Linked DNA regions of Sus scrofa: region 2 is linked to region 1. Evidence: chromatin contacts called from public Hi-C data. All regions are on one chromosome and are shown on one strand. Each heading gives the region's core, a stretch centred on a gene start, on an enhancer-like site or on the middle of the called end of the contact. The rest is flanking DNA. Distances are from core to core; before and after follow the strand shown.

What was found. Hi-C and Micro-C count contacts between places; a contact is called where the count stands out from the background.
Region 2: a contact with region 1 is called in a Hi-C map of omental adipose tissue, with 2.6 times the contacts expected there. The contact joins two enhancer-like sites. A contact is called at or near these places in 20 of 47 Hi-C or Micro-C datasets (adipocytes, alveolar macrophages, brain and 12 more) and 2 of 2 datasets of contacts at active chromatin or transcription factors (alveolar macrophages and skeletal muscle).

The regions. Positions count from the first base shown.
Region 1 is chr7:87,845,491-87,849,885 of Sscrofa11.1, forward strand. No RefSeq gene overlaps it. Among named protein-coding and RNA genes, the nearest start is that of AKAP13, 42 kb to the right of the region's middle. Within about 2 kb of position 2,226, at least 14 of the 83 cell types and tissues checked have an H3K27ac peak or open chromatin away from gene starts, as enhancers often do. A contact at or near this core is called in omental adipose tissue, where this site is marked.
Region 2 is chr7:88,002,085-88,006,784 of Sscrofa11.1, forward strand. The region is part of intron 2 of AKAP13 (A-kinase anchor protein 13); the gene reads left to right. Among named protein-coding and RNA genes, the nearest start is that of AKAP13, 120 kb to the left of the region's middle. Within about 2 kb of position 2,072, at least 21 of the 83 cell types and tissues checked have an H3K27ac peak or open chromatin away from gene starts, as enhancers often do. A contact at or near this core is called in omental adipose tissue, where this site is marked.

The sequences.
Region 1 (4,395 bases), core at 976-3,475:
ACCAAGAACGAAAAACATGGTTCAGATTTTTCTTGATAATTCTAGTCCATATTTCAGATACCTACTTTTGAAATATTAAATAACGACCAGAGGATATAGTGAGGGGTATGTGGCTATTTGCCCTACTTAATGTAACTGAAGTCCCATCTTTATATTTGGGGGTTTCTATTCTTTATCAACTGTTGCTTTATTTTTTTATTTTTATTTTTTATTTTTTGCCTTTTAGGGCCACGCCTGTGGAACATGGAGTTTCCCAGGCTAGGGGTTCAATTGAAACTACAGCTGCTGGCCTACACCACAACCACAGCAACGCAGGATCTAAGCCGCATCTGTGACCTATACCACAGCTCACAGCAATGCCAGATCCTTAACCCACTGAGCCAGGCCAGGGATCGAACCACAACCTCGTGGTTCCTAGTCAGATTTGTTTCCGCTGCACCACAACGGGAACAACTGTCACTTTATTTTGTCTTCATTGGGCCAGCTTCTAATACCTCCACTTTACCTCTTTGAATTTGCTGTTTCTTTTCTACCATGGATTAGAAAATTCATACTTTGTAAGAAGCAAGATGAAGATAAAAAAAACTCTGAGTGAGGGTCTGGGTTTCTTGCCTATGAGTCAAGTAAGCTTTTTTTTTTTGTCTTTTTGCCATTTCTTGGGCCACTCCCACAGCATATGGAGGTTCCCAGGCTAGGGATCCAATCGGAGCTGTAGCTGCCAGCCTACGCCAGAGCCACAGCAACACGGGATCCGAGCCACATCTGCAACCTACACCACAGCTCACGGCAACGCCAGATCCTTAACCCACTGAGCAAGCGCAGGGATCGAACTTGCAACCTCATGGTTCCTAGTTGGATTCATTAACCACTGTGCCACAACGGGAACTCCTCAAGTAAGCTTTTAAAGTCTGGTCTCCATGAATTCATTGTGACAAACTCCCAGGTGATATTGATGCTATTAGTCTGGGAGCAACCCTTTGAGGACTCATTCCCTAATGAGTCATCTGTGAAAATACAGATATTTCTTCCTTCTTCTAAATTATTCTCTCAGGGGGAGCCAGTTTGAAAGCTTCCAAATATACCTTCACTGTGAGAGGATGATTAGCCCAATCCTATTGGCTCTTTCCGTTCTCCTTCTGGACAAGCCCTTGTAGGGCCCTACTTTCCTCTTCCAAAATTTTCCAAACATTTAATGTAGGATAGTATTCCCTGGCCATATAGTCATATCATCTATTTATTGGAGGAATAAATAATTTATCAACACACATATATTACTCAGCATTCCTCATAAAACAGATACTTTTTAGAAACTTTCATTTATCTCCTTTAATCCTTACACCCATCATATGAGCTAGGAATGAATAAATAGCCCTATTCTAAACTGAAGAAACTAGAGGAGATTAAATCACCCACTCATTCAAGGTCCTATTTAGTAAATGGCATAGCTGGGATTCCAACTTAAATCTTCAGATCCCAAGGCCAACATGCTTTCTATTAGGCCAAAGCAACTGCCTCATTGAGAGTAAACTGAATGTTGGGGCGCAAAGGAAAACAGCAATTTACAGGTTTAAATGAGACAAACCCATGACAAACATAATGGCCCCTCTACCTCACACCCGTGGCAGACAGCATTCTTTCCTGCTGCATATGGAATCTTCAAAATCTTTTTCAACCTAGTATCTCTAGTAGCCAGAACTAATCCATTGGAATAGGCACAGAGTACAAACCCATATGCTTTTGTTTCACTTATTTGGAAACTTCATTTCATGGTATCCCACTTAGAAACATTCCACCTAGAAAGTGAAAAATAAGATGTTATTTGAAAAGGCAGGGATAAGGTTGGGACAGGTAGATATTTGGGTGAACTGACAGGTGATTCCTTATCTTTAGATCAGTGGTTCGCAACCAGGGAAAATTTTGACCTCCAAGTTGATATGTAGGAATGTCTGGAGACATTTTTTATTATCACAACTAAATGGTAGGAGGTGCCACTGGTATCTAAAGGGTAGAGTCCGGGGATGCTGTTAAATATCCCACAGTGTGCAGGACACTCAGGTTCTCCCACAGCAAGCAATTATCCAGCCCAATATGTCAACAGTGCTGCAGCTGAGAAACCCTGCCCCCAGTCACAGCACATGTAAAGGAGGGAGCAGAGCAGAGCTCCTTGCAGATGCCTGCTGCTTCTCTCACATTAGTAAAATAAAGTTGAAGGAACTGAAACCACTGATTTAGGGTCTGCTTCTGGTTGCTCACACACCAAATACAGAGGCCGCAGAGGTTTCAGTTATAGCTGGCTGTAGGATCCTTTATTTTCTTCTAGCCCAGATGACCTGAAGAAACCTAAGGTGCTACCCACACATCCTGAATCAACATAGCTTTTGGCTTTTCCCTCCCAGCTTCTCTCCAATCCAGACAACAGGAAAGAATATTTGAAAGAAAGGGAAAGTGAAGGATGAGGGGGAAAGTAGACTAGAATCTTCAAGGAGAACTCCTCCACAGCCAGACTGGTTCTCAGTGCAAGCACATTGACACTGATCCCATGAGCACTCTCAGAATACTTTTGTTCCTGTTTTTCAACAACTCTACCACTCTAAGTGTGGTGTCCAGAGCAGCAGAATTGGCACCACCTGGCATCTCCTTAGAAGTGAAGAATCTCAGCCCTCCCCAGACCTCCTGACTCAAAATCTGCATTTTAACAAGATCCCCCAAGTGATTCATATGCGCATTCATGTTTGAGAAGCACTGTTCTAAGGTTTCCAAAAGGCAAAATAAAACTGCAAAGTGAACAGCTGCAAAACAGATGCAAAGCAAACCACGTGGTGTAACATATGACTTCTCCAGAGGATTTATGACCCTCTGTGGATGGTAGCTTGTAATATAGAAAACAGAAATTTGAAAGAATGTGTGCAAAAAAATCAATGTCATGTTATATCTTTTTAATTGCCCTTAAAGGGATCCACCTTGGGTTCAAGAAAATGTAGTGCTAGTACCTAAAACTGCTTCATGCACCCAATGAGGGCACAAGTATTTGGTGGGTTTTTGTTTTTGGTTTTTTCTCATAAGGAACAAAGTTAAGATTTATACTGATCTTCCATGAAATCAGGGAGTTTGATTTGATCAGTATTTCCAACACAGCATTCCATAGTACCAAAATTTTGTAACGAGAAAAAAGTCAATGTTGTATATTTTAAATAACTTAGAAAATAGACTAAGGTGACTGGATCAGTTTCAACTTAAAGTCCTCATTCAACTTACCCAGATTGATTCATTGAAGAAATATTAAGTACCTCCTAGTGTATAGCACAAGGAAATTTACTCAATACTGTGTAATAAAGTATATGGGAAAAGAATCTGAAAAGGAATGGATATATGTATAACCGATTTACTGTGCTGTACTCCTGAAATTAACATAATTTTGTACATCAACTATATTCCAATAAAATTTTAAAAAGAAAGAAAGATTAGGTCCCAGAATCTTTGCAAAGGAGAGTTTGAAGGAATGCAGCAACCAGTGCTGCAAATCATTGCCTGAGATTAGGTGCGGCAGGCAGCACTTGATAACTGAGACGAGAGGGGAACAGAGATGGGGGAGGAGTCGGACCCGCAGGACCTGGAGGGAGGAGGAGGGGGAGGAGCTCTGGATGCCCTTGTGAATGCGCTGGAGCTCGACCGTTCGGGAGGCAGGTCTAGCCGGATTCACACGCTTGCCTGCAGGACAGACCACGACTCTGCTTGTGGAAGGTTTTCCGAGGACAACGTCCCGCGATCCCGCTGCCTCTTTCCCACGGAGCTGTGGCCGAGTTTCAGTTGAACAATCCACAAGGGTCAAGACTCTGGAGAGCAGGTCTAGGAGAGGCCGCTAGAGGCCGCGCTCGGTCCCTTCCCCGAAAACCGAAAGGGCTCCAGCGAATGTGTGTTCAGCCAGCACTGTGTTCTTTCATAACCTCCGCGCTGTGCTTGCGGCTCTCTGCGAAGGCCGGAGGCAGATCAAACACCGGCCTCGAAGTCAGAGAATGCTGTAGCCCCTCCATCACAGATGGTGGGATGCTGGGTGGCCTCTTAGAGCCCTTCCTCCGACTGCCGGGCCTCTCCCCAGGACTCCCCTGGGGCTGAAAGCTTGGTCCGCTGATAACAGTCCCCTGACCCCGCTGGGATTCTGAAGCCCAGAGAATGGATTTGGAGAGAAAGCAGTGGAGCAAGGGTGGAGAGAGAAGGAACCTCAGAGCTCAGGCAGGCAGACTCCTTCCCAGCGTGGCACCTGAGCCTTGGGACTGCTCCCCTGGAGGTTGGGCCTGAGTTGACGCTACAGGAGGAACCCAAGTGGAAGAAATCAACCAATCTGGGAAATGAAGCAGAGGTTTCTAGAGGCTGCCCCGCCTAAAAGAGTGTTCAAAG
Region 2 (4,700 bases), core at 822-3,321, 160 kb after region 1:
GGCCGCAGCCGCAGAGCTTCTGATTTACTGTGCCCAAGGAAGGGGGAAAATGGGCAGTTCTAATGAGCTTCTGGGTGATGCTTTTGGTTCAGGGAAAACGCTTTGAGAACCCATGTAGAGAAAAGCAACTCTTATTTAGGTGTTACGTAGCTTTGGCTTTAGATTCCTACTCTAGTACTAAGCAGCTGTGGGAACCTTAGAGTCTTTATTTGTAAAATTCAGCAGGGTGATTAATACTTGTATTATAGGGTTTTTGTGCGGATTAAATGTGATTTTAAAAATGACACTATCTAGCACTTATTGAATACTTACTGGGTACCAGATACTTTGAGAAGTGCTCCAAATTTATCTTTTATTTTTTACCAGTTAAATATTGTTGTTCCCGTATATAAAAGTCCTAGCTCATAGTAGTTGCCCAGTCACTACTCCTGCCCTTCCTTGTGCATATTTAAGAAGGTGCAGAAATGTGTAATGTACTTTAGTTACACTTTCATAAAGCTAAATTTTTTTTTTTTTGGACATTTTAAAAGGAAAACTTTTTTTTTTCTTTTTTAAAAACATTTTTTAGGTCTGTATCTGTTGCACATGGAAGTTCCCAGGCTAGGGATCAAACGGGAGCTGCAGCTGCAGGCCTACACCATAGCTGCAGCAACACAGGATCTGAGCTGTGTCTGCAACCTACACCACAGCTCACAGCAATGCTGGATCCTTAACCCACTGAGAGAGGCCAGGGATCAAAACTGTGTCCTCATGGATGCTAGTTGGGTTCGTTCCTGCTGAGCCATGATGGGAACTCCAAAAGGAAAACTTAAACAAATAAAACCTGGATATTTATATGCAGTGGTTTGTTTTGTTTATTACCAGTAAGGCTAGATAAGAATAATGTTCCCATCATCTGAAATGGTAAAATGTTTCTTTTTACTAGTTTATGGTTTTTAAGTATTGTGAATCGTTTAATGTCCATATAGGTCTTTATCATTAGTTAGAAAGCTTAATCAGCTTTATGAAAGATTTATAATTCACCTTTTTTTTTTTTTTGCTTTTTAGGGCCACTCCTGAGGCATGTGGAAGTTCCCAGGCTAGGGGTCTAATTGGAGCTACAGCTGCCAGCCTACAACAGAGACACAGCAACATCAGATCCAAGCTGCATCTGTGACTTACACCACAGCTCATGGCAACGCTGGTTCCTTGACCCACTGAGCAAGGCCAGGTATTGAACCTGCAACCTCATAGTTCCTAGTCGGATTTGTTTCCACTGTGCCACGATAGGAACTCCTATAATTTACCTTTAAAACTAATCAAGTTTTAGTTCTTTCTGCATTCTTTTATGACTGCTTTTCAGAGGGTGTCATAATTTTGCCATCAAGTTAAAATCTTCACTCACAGGTAAGTAAAACCAAAAAATAGTAAAATTTATTACTTTATTTGGCTTTGGGAAATAATTCATTTTACTAGAAAACAGTATAAAGGAAAGAAAAGTGGAGATTCTGAAAAGTGAGATATTTTTATTTACTTATGAATGACTGGGGACATTTATTTTGTGTTGCTATGTGCTAGATACTTGTTAAAATACCAGTACTTAACGGGATTAAATAGTAACCTTAATCTGTGTAAGACAAAGTGCTGTTGGTTTATAGTTAGCATTTGATGGAAGAGCCATTATTGAATTACTTCATGCACTTCAAATATGTGAATATAATAGATACAGTTCCTACCTTTGTGGAGTTTACAGTCTAGAGGTTGAGGTAGTTCCTAAAAGAACCACAGAGCTAACAATTGAAGCTGGCATTCTGAGTCATGTGGCTTCAGAGCCAGTGATCTCGACTCCCACAGTGATGCCTCCCATTCAGTATTTGTGTCCTTCCCTCCCTAATCTTGGTGTAGTTGACAGTATCCTCATTTGCCAGTTTTGAATACCTCTTTTTGTGGTGTCACAGTTTGTCACATCAGGGCTAGGAATGAGAATCGAGCAGGTGTGGTTCAAGTTGACTTGCTGGGTTCCCTTCCTTAGCATTGCCCAGGCACATGCTCATTGCACAAACAGAGAGGTGCAAGGAATTGGAGGAGACTTTGACCTCTATGTAGTGAGTGAGGCATAGGGTGTTTGATTAGGTAAGGAGGCCTTTCACCTGAAAAAGGAGACTAGGCTTCTCCTCAGGAAAGAAAGCAGGACTTAACTTCATGCTTTTTTCTCTCTTGGTCCATTCATCAGTCAGGTGAGAGGAGGATGTGACAGGTACAAGGAGCATCACTGCCAAGTAATGAGCCATGTAGTAAGAGAGAGGCTTAAACCTCTTGACATGTTCTGGAACTGTCCGTGGTTTGATATGATGGTTGTGGGTGAGTGGGGAGAGGCCGGAGAGGTCATCAGGGGCTAGGTTTTGGAGGGCCTTGCTTGCCACCAGTCGAAGAGGCATGCCTGGGAGTAGGATGTTATCCTGTTGGCCATCCATGAGTTTCACAGGAGTAACTTGATCAAATTGTATTCTGGAGACTTGACTGCTTCCTCCTGTGCAGAGGGCTAGCCTTGGAAGCCTGGAGACTCAATTTCATAGATGACCTCAGAGGAAAGCCAAGAGAAATGACCAACGAATAACCAGGGATATTAGGTGAATAAGTACGGGAGGTGGGTAGAACAGAAGTCAAGCTGTTAATTGTAGAATGCCCCCACTTTAATCATCAGCTTTCTGGGAGGGCATAGAGGGAGAGAGGAATGTTTTATCAATAATAAACATCCTTATGCTCTCTACGTTTTAACCAAATATCTGTCTGCTCCTGCTAGCAAAGGGGGACTTGACTGTCTGTTTAAGTGTTGACCTAATTACGCTTGCATTTCCAGAGAGTTGTGAAACATTTGTGAGAGGGTGAGGCTATTTCTTTTTTAAAGCTACCAGCCAGCAACACCCTCTGACTAATTTAGCTTTGCTTATTATTAGTAAGAATAGACTGAGAGGCAGGGTTGTACATTGAAACAAAAAGCTTATACACTTAGAATTCTAAAAAACTCTTTTTAAAGTAATACTTCCCATTAAAGGGGCCATACATTAAACATTTTCCAGACTTTTTGTAACTTGATTTCTTTTCCAGCTGAAGTTTCAAGATTCTTCCTCATTATAGAGAGAATAGTCCCTAAACCATTCCCTACAAAGGACTCTACAAACTGTTTGAGCGCCATCTGCTGGTTTTATTTCTAAATTATTGTTTCTAAAAATTTTATAGCCACACCCACGACATATGGAAGTTCTGGGCCAGGGATTGAATCTGAGCCACAGCTGTGACCTATGCCATAACTGCGGCAATGCTGGATCCTTTAACCCACTGCACTGGGATGGGGATTGAACCCGCACTGTCACAGCAATCTGAGCTGCCATGGTTGGATTCTTAACTACTGTGCCACAGTGGAAACTCCTGCTGGTTTTATTTTAATGGACCAAATAGATGGTGCTTGGAAATCTTTAAGAATTTGTGTATATCTTAGTGTTGCAAAATTATGAAGCTGGAAGACAGCAAGAATTTTGATTTTTTTTTTGTGTTAGCATTGGGGAGGGGGATGCTTTTGGCTGGAATATAGATGTATGTGATTAAAAATGAAGAAGGCACTTTAGGGATTTCATTGACCCATCTTTTTTTTTTTTTTTTTTTTTGCCTTTTCTAGGGCTGCTCCCATGGCATGTGGAGGTTCCCAGGCTAGGGGTCCAATCGGAGGTGTAGACGCTGGCCTACGCCAGAGCCACAGCAACGCAGGATCCAAGCCGCATCTGCGACCCACACCACACACAGCTCATGGCAATGCCAAATTGTTAACCCACTGAGCCAGGGCAGGGACCGAACCCGCAACCTCATGGTTCCCAGTCGGATTTGTTAACCACTGTGCCATGACGGGAACTCCAACCCATATCTTTATCTGACAAAAGATTAACCTGTTTGAAATAAAAAATTAACTTCAAATGTCAAATGAAATGGCTACATGTTTTCTAACATTGCAGTCAACCAAAGCCTGTTCTTCTGGAATGAATTTAGTTTATGCCTCCCGATTAGTAAATTTCACAATCGATTTCTCTTCATGTTACTTGAGGTGCTTTGAGGCATTTTCTAAGGAAAGTGTTATTAAAAGGGCTTTGCTGGCCAGTCTGGAGAGTGGGCTTTATTAGAAGGGGTATGGAGAGAATCTGATTATCTTTCCACTAAAGAGAGAGATAGGTAAAGCTCCCAGGGTAAGTAAGCAGGGATGATGGTATTATAGTCTCTTCTTGTTACTGGTCCTTTTGGGCCTTAGTTTTAAGTGACTGTTTATAAGGACTACCGAGCTGAAAAAATTGGCATAGCCAGACCATTAGATTTAAGATCTTTTAATTTCTCATCTAGTCATCTTAGGTGTTTAAATGAGTTGAGAGAGGCAGTTTTTTTGCAGGAAGAAAATCCAGTTTGGCATTCATGCATTCATCTAACATCTGTTGAGCACTTAAAACAACCAGATATACTTTTAGGCCATGATACGGCATTGAATAAAATAAATATGTTCCATGGCCTCATAAAATTTACATAATAGTTGGAAGGAGAGGAAGGAATCAGGGAAATTCATAAATATTTACTCTTAGAATTTTACATATATAACATGTAAAATATACAGTGTATATATGTAAATGTGTGTCTGTATATATGTGTGTGTGTATATATATATATATATCTGTATGTGTATA